Regions from separate parts of the Mus musculus genome. Here region 2 is linked to region 1. Evidence: chromatin contacts called from public HiChIP or PLAC-seq data. All regions are on one chromosome and are shown on one strand. Each heading gives the region's core, a stretch centred on a gene start, on an enhancer-like site or on the middle of the called end of the contact. The rest is flanking DNA. Distances are from core to core; before and after follow the strand shown.

Region 1 (4,701 bases), core at 1,246-3,745:
GCTCTCACGGTGATTGTGGCTTATTTTCAGGTGTATGAGGAAGTCAGGTGCAAGTCATAAGACTTAGCTGCAGTCCCTGGCGCCTTCTTGGGACTGCTGCCACACCCGCTCCTCACAGATAGGGGGATGCTCCAGGGTCTGTGCTAATGCTGAGGCAGATGGCAAAACAGGCTCATTTCTTTCTTTCCTGGCTTCCTCTCTAAATTCAATAACTCAATACATGTTCTTGGCTCTGATTTCTTTTTATTGGCTATATTTGCTTTTAATGTATGCCACTACCTAATTTAGGCCCCAGAGTTGAAGACTGAAACAGTGATAATGTGAGCCAGATTTCTGATGCTTGGCATGTGTAAGTTCACAGACAGTCTTAAAAAAAAATACTCAATGCTTATGAACTTGCTAAGAATCAATTTTGCATGGGAGGCTTCATCCAAGCAATAATTATATAAATGCTTTTGCTTTAGGAAATTGGCAGGGCACCTATAACTATAAATGCTGACTGTCATTCATTTAATGAAACAATTATTTGATGCTGCCCTGTCCCTTTGGAAAGTTTCTTGCCAGCACATTAGACCACCGATCAGCTCTGGCCAAGGCTCCTCTTAAATATGGGAACCCTTCCATCTTAAATGTCTCCAGATCTAGGCGGTATGGAGACACCCTCTTGAGCATTTACTGGCTCCCAAGCCCTCCATCTTTACAATAATCCTGTAGGAAAGGTTTAATGATACTCCTTCTGCCTGCAAGAACCATCCATCAGAGCATCACATAGTGGGGTGTGGTGCGGTGAGAAGAAAGAAGCCGATGGAACTTCAAGACCAGATTACAAGGTCTCAGAATTATAGCACACAGGCAGGCAGGCAGGCAGGCAGGCAGGCAGGCAGGCAGGCAGGCAGTCTCTCTCTCTCTCTCTCTCTCTCTCTCTGACATAGAAATCTAGAAAATATCCTCCCTCCCTTTTTTTTTTTTTTTTCCTTTAAGACAGGGTTTCTCTGTGTAGCCCTGGCTGTCCTGGAATCAACTTTATAGATCAGCTGGTGTGGAAATCAGATTGGCATTCCTCTGCCTTGTGTGCTGGGGTTAAAGGAGTAAGCCCCCACCGCCCAGGTCTAGTAACTCTTTTAATTAATTAATTAAATGTATGTGAGTACACTGTAGCTGTACAGATGGTTGTGAACCTTCATGTGGTTGTTGGGAATTGAATTTTTAGAGTCTCTGCTCGCTCCGGCCCAAAGATTTATTATTATACATAAGTACACTGTAGCTGACTTCAGACGCACCAGAAGAGGGCGTTCTCATTACAGGTGGTTGTGAGCGCCACTCCCCAGCTCATCTAGTAACTCTTAAATGAACTAATGGATGCGTTGGGCAAGTGTGATGTCTACTCTTGATCCTCAACTTGATTATATCTGGAGTAGCTAAAACCCAAGCAGCTGGGCTCACCTGTGAGGGATTTTTTCCTGGTTGGATCATTTGAGATAGGAAGACCCTTTTTTTTTTTTTTTTGAGCCAATTTCATTCTTTTTTTTTTTTCCATTTTTTATTAGGTATTTAGCTCATTTACATTTCCAATGCTATACCAAAAGTCCCCCATATCCACCCACCCCCGAAGACCCACCCTAAATCTGGGCACCTTCTAGCGGCAGCCTGGAAAAAGGACCTGGAAGAAGCAAGCTTTTGCTCTTTGTCTGCCCTTAAGTTTCACAGGTAGGGTCATTCTTTCATTGTATTATAGCCAACTTCTTCTGAATTCCAAGGTATACTGAAGACCAGCTGAAGCATCCAGCCTCGTGGACTGACAGTTGGACTCTCAGACGTTATATCCGGAGACAGCCATTGTTGGGCTACCCCGGCCACAGCCTGAAAGTTACTCTAATAAATTCCATATGTGTGTTGTATGTATGTATGTATGTATGTATGTATGTATAGATATAGATTTACTCTATCAGTTTTGTACCGCTGAGAGTTCTAATAGTGAAGGATATTTGAAGGGTTAAAAAAAAGTTTAGGAAGAAATTTCCACCGGCTTGACAGAACAGCTGAAGCTTAAAGTCCTCTCCCTTGAAATCTGGGAATTCCCAGTATAGACAGGGATTCGTGTCTGTAGAAATTCCCTCGCATCGAAACTAGCCGGGAGGGAAAAAGGATTTCCTTAACATAGGAGCGATTAGATTGCTGGTCTTTAAAAAGATCAACAACGGCTGTGATTCGGTAACAGAAAGAAGAATGCGTGTGATCGACAAAGACCTTCCTTAAGAGAAGCTCTAGAACAGGTCGTGTTGCTTTCTCCCAACTCTGGCCACCAGAACAGAAAGGCAATGGCCTGTCCCTTTAAGAATCTGGTGGCAGTCGCTTTCCTCTCCCCGCCCCGCCTTCCGCGGCACCGATGGCCTGGACGACCGTCCCTTTCTTCTCACGCGACTGTATTACGGGTCAGTCGACCCATCCGTCACAGAGGCGCGGTTTATGATTGGTTGCTGCGCTTCGGGCCGCGAGGCGGGGCGGGAAGGCCGGAGAAACTAGTTTGTTGGCAGCGCCCGTGCGGTTCGGCTACGGGATCGCGGCCGGGACTGGTGAGCCGGCCGGGGGCGGCGGCAGCGGCGGGGACTGCAGAGCCTGTGGGGCCGCACGGTGAGGATCAGGTCGGAACTTGTCACCGGGACAGCGAGCGATCCTGCTCGAGGATCGCCGGGCAGGGCGTAGGACCGCAGGCCCAGTTCACTGGGTCGGGGAAGTGGGTGCTGACCTGGGAGCGCCCCTCGATCGAGCTTGGGGACCCCGTACTGTTATGTTCAGAGCTCCCGCCAAGGGAATGAATTGTTTTCCAAACGGATGTTACGCGCAGGAGCGGCTACCCTCTCCCGGGAGTGTTTGATTCATTGAGTCCGCTGATTCTCTTTTTTAAAAAAATTACTATTGATCCTAGAAAGAGGAAACTGCTTGTCTTCGAGGATGCGAACCGTGCAGCTTTGTGCACACACCTAGCCAAGGTCCCCGCGACTTGCTTGTACCTAGCCAGGGCCGAGGGGTTAAACCAGGGAAGAGTAGACAGCAGGGCCTGGCCGTGTGGCCCGCAGCATAGGGTCCTTCCTGTCTGGAAAGTTGTCTATCAAGGGAGAGTGGTGACACTCCCGGAGCCATACGCCCCTACCTACCCAGGTGGTGGCCGATCTGGCAGGGCCGTAGCAAGTAGTCCACCCCCCCCTCCCCCCGCCATCCCATTCCCCTCCTCCCATGCGTTGCCCTGGCGCGAGAATTCCGCTGTGGTCTGCAAATCCCCACTGGACTAGTCTCCTTCATAGCTGTATTAGAAGCTTTTTCCTACTCGGGAATTGTGCCTACTGGGGCACCAGACACTTGGGTGCAAGTGCCTCAAGGACCTCAAAGTGGATTCTCACAGTCTTACTTTTTTTTCTTTTTTTCCTCTCCCGGTTTTAGTCTTGTTATAAACGTCAGGCCAGCCTTGAGCATGAAATCTCTGGTCCCAGTCTCCTGAGAGCTGGGTTTATAAGCAAGTGCCACCTTACCAATCTGGGAGACTTTCTAGAGACTCGAGCACAGGAAGTTGGGGGGAGGGGCGGACTCTCGGGGGCTTTGTAGTTCATCTGTACTTTGGGGAGACCAGAGGCCAAGTTGCTTTGGCCAAGGTTCATTGGGCACTAGTTCTCCCTCCATGCTCAGGGCAGGACAAGGTATGCCAGATGTCTGGGCTCTTCACCCCTGGAGTAAGACGGGGAGGGAGGGGCACTTGGCACCTGACCCTCTAGTTTGCTGAGCCTCTTTCATAAGCGGCACAGTTATGCTGGGAGGACTTTTTATGGGTGTTGCTGAAAGCTTGTGTCAGGGGACAGAGGAGGGAGGACCCACGGTGCTCTTATCCTACAGTAGATTTGGTCCCTCTAAGACAGGGTTGTGGAGATCACAGGCTTTGTCTGTGGAGATGGGCAAAGTCACTTTTGTCCCAGCCCTGTAATTATTGATATTTCAGCTGAGTCCTTTATCAGCAAGCCAGTCCAGGGAGATTGTTCAAAAAAATTGTGGAGGATGGACAGACGAAATCTTTTTCATGGGCATCGAACTGCAACTGGGTTCCTTGCGCCATGCAGCGGTGCAGGATCCGTGTGCAAGTTGTGTGTTCCACGGTGGCTCAGTTCCTGTTGATGGCATCTTAAGCCTGTGCCACCAGTGTAGGGAGAGAAAAGTAGGAAGACAAAAAGAAATGCCCCCGTGTGCGCTGTAAAGTAAATGCATCCTTCCTGTCTTAGAGGGAGGAGGGCGGCCTGGAGCAGTGAGCTTGCTATGTATGCAGAGACGGCTTTAGTCAAACTAATCATTTGAGCAGATGATATTGAGACCCTGCTTTCAGAAAGGAGGAGGTGCTGGCTCATGGATGGGGACCTTGATACATCAGTTTGCAGAACCCCAGGGAGCAGGTAACAGGAAGCTGGAGAGAAGGATGAAGGCTTCTTGGAGAGAGAAAAGGAAAGCCAGCATGAGCCTACCAAACCTTCATTCCATGCCCTGGTTGCAGCCATTTTTTCTAGCCATCCATCCACACTCTCCCAGGGCCAGCTCTAGGATGGGCAGCTGTCCAGGTTCATTGGAGGACCTGGCTTCCCAGCAGCTTCTGGGGGCTCCTGCTCACCAGCTCACTGCCTGGGCCCTGAGTTCTTTATTAGCTGGCAGTGTCAGTGTGCCCTG
Region 2 (4,701 bases), core at 1,142-3,641, 51 kb after region 1:
CTCTTTCCCTCTATCTTCTTTTCTAATGATACAGCTTCCAAATGCAGGAAGTAAACAAAATTAAAGAGAAAGATAGTTAAGCACACACCTAGATTGGAGTATTTTTTTTTCTTTTTACCACCCCATTTTCTTTGTAATTGGTATATCAGCTAGCTGGGAATATCAAGAAGGCTACAGAAATCATGAACACTATCAACTGCCTGTATTTCACAGAAATTTATAGGACATCGAATCCAGACTCGAGTACATATCCTTTTCAAACATACCTGGTGCTTTGCAAGCTGAATGTATGCAAGGTTTCAGTGCAAGCTGAGTGTAGTGGGTTTGAAATAAGTCATTCACGCTGTCCAGCCTGCCTGTCACAGCCCCAGAGAATATTTCTTATAATTTATTTATGTCTGACTTGGGAACAAAGGGTGGCAGGGATAGGGTGGGGGAGGGTAAATTGGTCTGATCCTCTAATTCCCCAGCTCAGACTTTTTCTGGTCCCTCAGCATCTGACAAGACTGTTAACAATTCATAAAGGGATCTATCATGTTGAGACTTAGTATTAGATGTTAGAATTTATGAAAGGAACACGCTGAATTAGCCAATGTCCAGCCGAACTGACGAACTGTAAGTGCAGCTTGGTAAAGCCTATGAAGGTTACAGTTGATGACAAGGTCTATCTCACCTAGAGCTGTGCTTGTCTGCCCCAAGCCCTAGCCACCTTCTTATTTTTCTGTGCTTTAAGAATATTGGTAATTATGTCAGATCTTCATCAGCTGACTGTGAGCAATGCCTTGGCTGTTTTAATAATGAAACTAGTCACCGTGATTGATGTCATGGAAGTGGATCAGTGAATCTACTGCAAATGAGCAGACTAGTTCCTTGCATCTGAACATCACAGTTGGCCTTATTTTTCCTCTAAATTTCTCTTTCTCCAGCTAACCTCCTATCACCCCGAGCAAATGCCGCAGTTACTATGTGAAGGTGTTACCATGGAAGAACATACGTAGAAAGATTATCTCCTGTTCAGTATTCATAGAGTTTAGAATGGTGGGATGCTTGGTAGGGACCACAGGGCGGGTCCTAATTTCCCGAGTAGTTGGCCAACACAAACTAACTCCATGGTTTAAAAGAAGAGAGAAGAAAGCTTGAAGTTAGGTGAGTGGAGAGTGAGGATGGAGAGGGAAGATCTGGGGGTGGTGGAGCAGAGACGGGGGATCTAGGAGGAGCTGAAGGTGGTGGTGGAGATTATGATCGGAATATATAGTATAATATTCTGCTTTCTAGTTCCACCCATTTCCATGGAAATAACATAATTTTATTTTAGTTTTACACCTGAGAAAATTCTGTTGTGTATAAAATTACATGTATGAAACTTTCAAATCATTAATTAAAAGTGGTATTTAAAAATAAAATAAAATGGTGGGAAAAAGAAAAAAGATATTGATGTGTTTATAAAAAGATAAAGAGGCATAAGAATATGTTCTATGGGGGTGCGGTGCGGGGGAAGGAGTGCCTTAGTGGGCCCATGCCGAGGCATCCCTTCCCCCTGAGGGACCAGCCACATGACAGTATAGTATAGAATAGTTTATTCAGGGCATGGGGAGTGGGAGTTAAGAGGGTAGTAGAGGCAGAGAATGGCAGAGAGAGGGAGAGAGTATGGAAGTAGAGGCTGGCCATGACCACATGGAGAGAGGGGAGAAGGGAATGGGGAGAGAGAGGAATCAAGAGAGCAAGAGGCAAGAGAGAGAGGCAAGAGAGAAAGGAGGGGGCAAGCAGCCCATTTTATAGTGGGTCAGACCTACCTGGCTGTTGCCAGGTAACTGTGGGGTGCAGTTTGGACAGAATGCTAACATATATATTTGAGATAGTGAGAGAGATGATTTATTATACATGAGTTACACTATGAGAGAAGACAACTAGTCTGCAATGCTGCAGGTCCAGGGCAGAGGGCCAATGGGGACTGTTTGGATTGTAAGGAAGTCAGACTCTCAGATGGTCTTGGTGAGGAGATGGTGAAGTCCCAGGCCCACTGAGACTTATTACCGACATCAGCATACTGTCCACCAACTTGGACCAGCACCCTGGCCTTCAGCATCCCTTACTGCTGCTCCTTTAGCCTTCTTGAGTATACAAGCTAATTTCCTTGCACTTCTGCCTCATCTTTCTTCTCTTGCCTTTCATTCCCCACTCCACCCTCACGGAGCAGGGGTTTCAGGCCAAGAGCTATATAGATATAGTTTCTTCTGCAGAAAGCTTTGGAGTTTTCCCATGGTGTGTGCAAGGTGATTCCCAAGAGAATGAGCCCAGCTGTTCAGCTCTCAGAATCTTCTGTTACAGATGCATTATCTCCCATTTGCCTTGTAGTTGATTCTTTGTCACTGCAGGGCATTAGTGTCTAAGCAGCACTTGTCTCCCGTGCCCTTTAGAAGCTTGACTTTGAGTCATTTGCAATAGCTGTGACGTATGACCCCCAGGTTCAGGGGATACTTAAACATACGCACACAATTGATATCACAGTGGCCAAAGTCCTGTAAGTGGTGTTTGCACTGCTTTTCCATCCGGACACTTTGGTACTGTACAGGTCCTTGAAGGTCATATCAAAACAAACCTTCAATAAAGCGGCCTTTATAGAGCTCCTTTCTGGAGCTCAGGGCCAAGAGCTTTGTTCAGATTGATAAGGTCGATTCTTCTCCTTTTGTTCAGGAGCAAACAAAGACCCAGTGAATGTCAACGATCATCCAAATGGAAAGTCGTGGAAGAACCTTTTGTACCACATTGCCACACTGTCTCAAGTGATCAAAAAAGGGAGTTTACGGCCTGTGGATTACACACTCAGTTCCTTGACCTTTCATTAGTTATGAGTCGTCAGCTCCCCTCTGGCACCTCTCGCTGGCACAGTGTTCCGAGGTGTGAGATAAGAATGTGAGGTCCCTTCACGCTGCTTGTTCACGGTCAGTGGGAATGTGACCAGTTCCTCTCTTAGGGACACAGGGTGCCTTATTCAGCTCTTGAGCTCATAGTGCTTGGGCAACCACCTTCTTTGTTCTTCTGTTTACTGGTTCCTAAGTGCACAGAGCAAAGGCCCTGAGGTGCAGAGGACCTGACTCAGTGGCTCAACACAAAGGAGGAGGGGAATCAGGTGAAAGTTCAGAGTGGTGCCCTTCCATGACTTCAGCCTTTAATTATTATTATTATTTTTTACTTTATTTTTATTTTATCTTCAATTAAAAAAATGTACCGAGATGACTTTCATTCTTACTGGTGATTTCAAAATGTCACTGTCTATCTTCCACTTTAATCTCTAATTTTATCTTTCTTCCTAAAGAAAACACAAGCCAACAGAAGGAGCACTTCCTCTTTCTTGCCTACTTCATGCTCCCTCAAATGTCACTGTTTCTCCACCCACTCTTGCCCCATCTCTGTAGTCAAAGGGAAAGATGCTCCCATCCATCCCACATGTATTAGGGTCTAGGCAGGAAACCGAGTTCATCTGGGAAATACAAGAATTCATTCAGACGACCTGAAAGATTAAAAAGAAATTTAAAATCGATTTTTTATATAATATGTTCTGATTACAGTGACCCCTCCCTCTTCTTCCAGTCCCTCCTTACCTCCCTCCCCATCCATATCTACCCCCTTTCTGTCTTTCCATAGAAAACAAACAGACATCTAAGGAATAATAAAACAAAGCAGAATACAATAAAATAAATAACAGACCAACAAATTGGAATAACAAGACAACCAAACAAACACAAAAGAAGAAAGCAAAGAAAAAACTTCAGAAATGCCTAGACACAGAAACACACACATTACACTAACAAGAATCCTATAAAAGCTTCAAACCAGAAGTCATAATATATATGCAAAGTACCTGTTAGATGGGGGTGGGGGTGGGGGAAGCCCTGACAACAAGATGAGATAAAGAACCTCCTAAAATGGCACTGAGTTTGTTTTGTGTTGGCCATCTACTGATGGGCATGGGGCCTGCCCTTAAGATTGCTTTCCCTAGGGAGATGCCCTAACTAATTTTTCATTTGCAAGTACTTATCAACTGAAGATGGCTTCTTGGTTAGGCATGGTGGCTCGTGTCCCCTTTTCCTCTCAGCTCTAGGGCCCCACCTGGTGCAGACCCATGCAGTCTCGTGCATGCTGCCTCAGTCTCTGTAAGTTCATATGTGTACCAATTCTATTGTGTCTAGACAGTCTTGAGTCCCTGGAGTCCTCCATCCTCTCTGGCCTTTACTTTCTTTCATCTTCCTCTTCCATAGGGTTCCCTGAGCCTTGAGGGGAGAGATTTGATGGAGACAGTCCATTTAGAGATCAATGTTCCAAGGTCTCTCACGCTCTGCATAATGTTTGCTTGTGGGTCTCTGTATTTGTTGCCATCTGCAGCAGGAGGAAGCATCTCTGATGATGGATGAGCAAGGAACTGATCTACGAGTATAACAGAATGTCATTACAAGTCATTTCTTCCCTATGCTCCTTTAGTAGAGCAGTAGTATTTGATTTCCCCCTAGGTCCCCAGCCTATTGAGTTTCAGGATCTCCATCACCCAAGCAGCACTGGGCATGGATTCCATTTTATTGATATTGGTTGGCTATTCTTACAAGCTTTGTGACGTTATTGCACAAGCATATCTTGCAGGCAGGTCATCATAGTAGATTGAAGAGCATTTACCTTTCTCCTTTGGTGGCATGTAGAGAGTATCCT

Evidence for each region. HiChIP or PLAC-seq counts read pairs in DNA pulled down with a chosen protein or histone mark.
Region 2: a contact with region 1 is called in an H3K4me3 HiChIP or PLAC-seq map of bone marrow-derived macrophages, with 2.0 times the contacts expected there. The contact joins the enhancer-like site here to the promoter of Klhl25 in region 1. A contact is called at or near these places in 3 of 39 promoter capture datasets (the C10 cell line, liver and neutrophils), 3 of 15 datasets of contacts at CTCF or cohesin (CD8 T cells, large pre-B cells and pro-B cells), 54 of 484 Hi-C or Micro-C datasets (the 63-12 cell line, the AML12 cell line, B cells and 39 more), 14 of 115 datasets of contacts at active chromatin or transcription factors (the 230-238 cell line, CD8 T cells, the SCID.adh cell line and 10 more) and 1 of 9 other capture datasets (liver).

The regions. Positions count from the first base shown.
Region 1 is chr7:75,845,843-75,850,543 of GRCm38.p6, forward strand. Klhl25 (kelch-like 25) reads left to right here and starts at 2,496. Exons shown (of 3, transcript NM_001122780.1): 1 at 2,496-2,631. It overlaps Gm51489 (a long non-coding RNA gene), which reads left to right. Exons shown (of 3, transcript XR_003946804.1): 3 at 1,758-1,870.
Region 2 is chr7:75,896,805-75,901,505 of GRCm38.p6, forward strand. No RefSeq gene overlaps it. Among named protein-coding and RNA genes, the nearest start is that of Klhl25, 51 kb to the left of the region's middle. Within about 2 kb of position 2,392, at least 29 of the 459 cell types and tissues checked have an H3K27ac peak or open chromatin away from gene starts, as enhancers often do. A contact at or near this core is called in the 63-12 cell line, DN2 thymocytes, the G1E-ER4 cell line and 7 more, where this site is marked.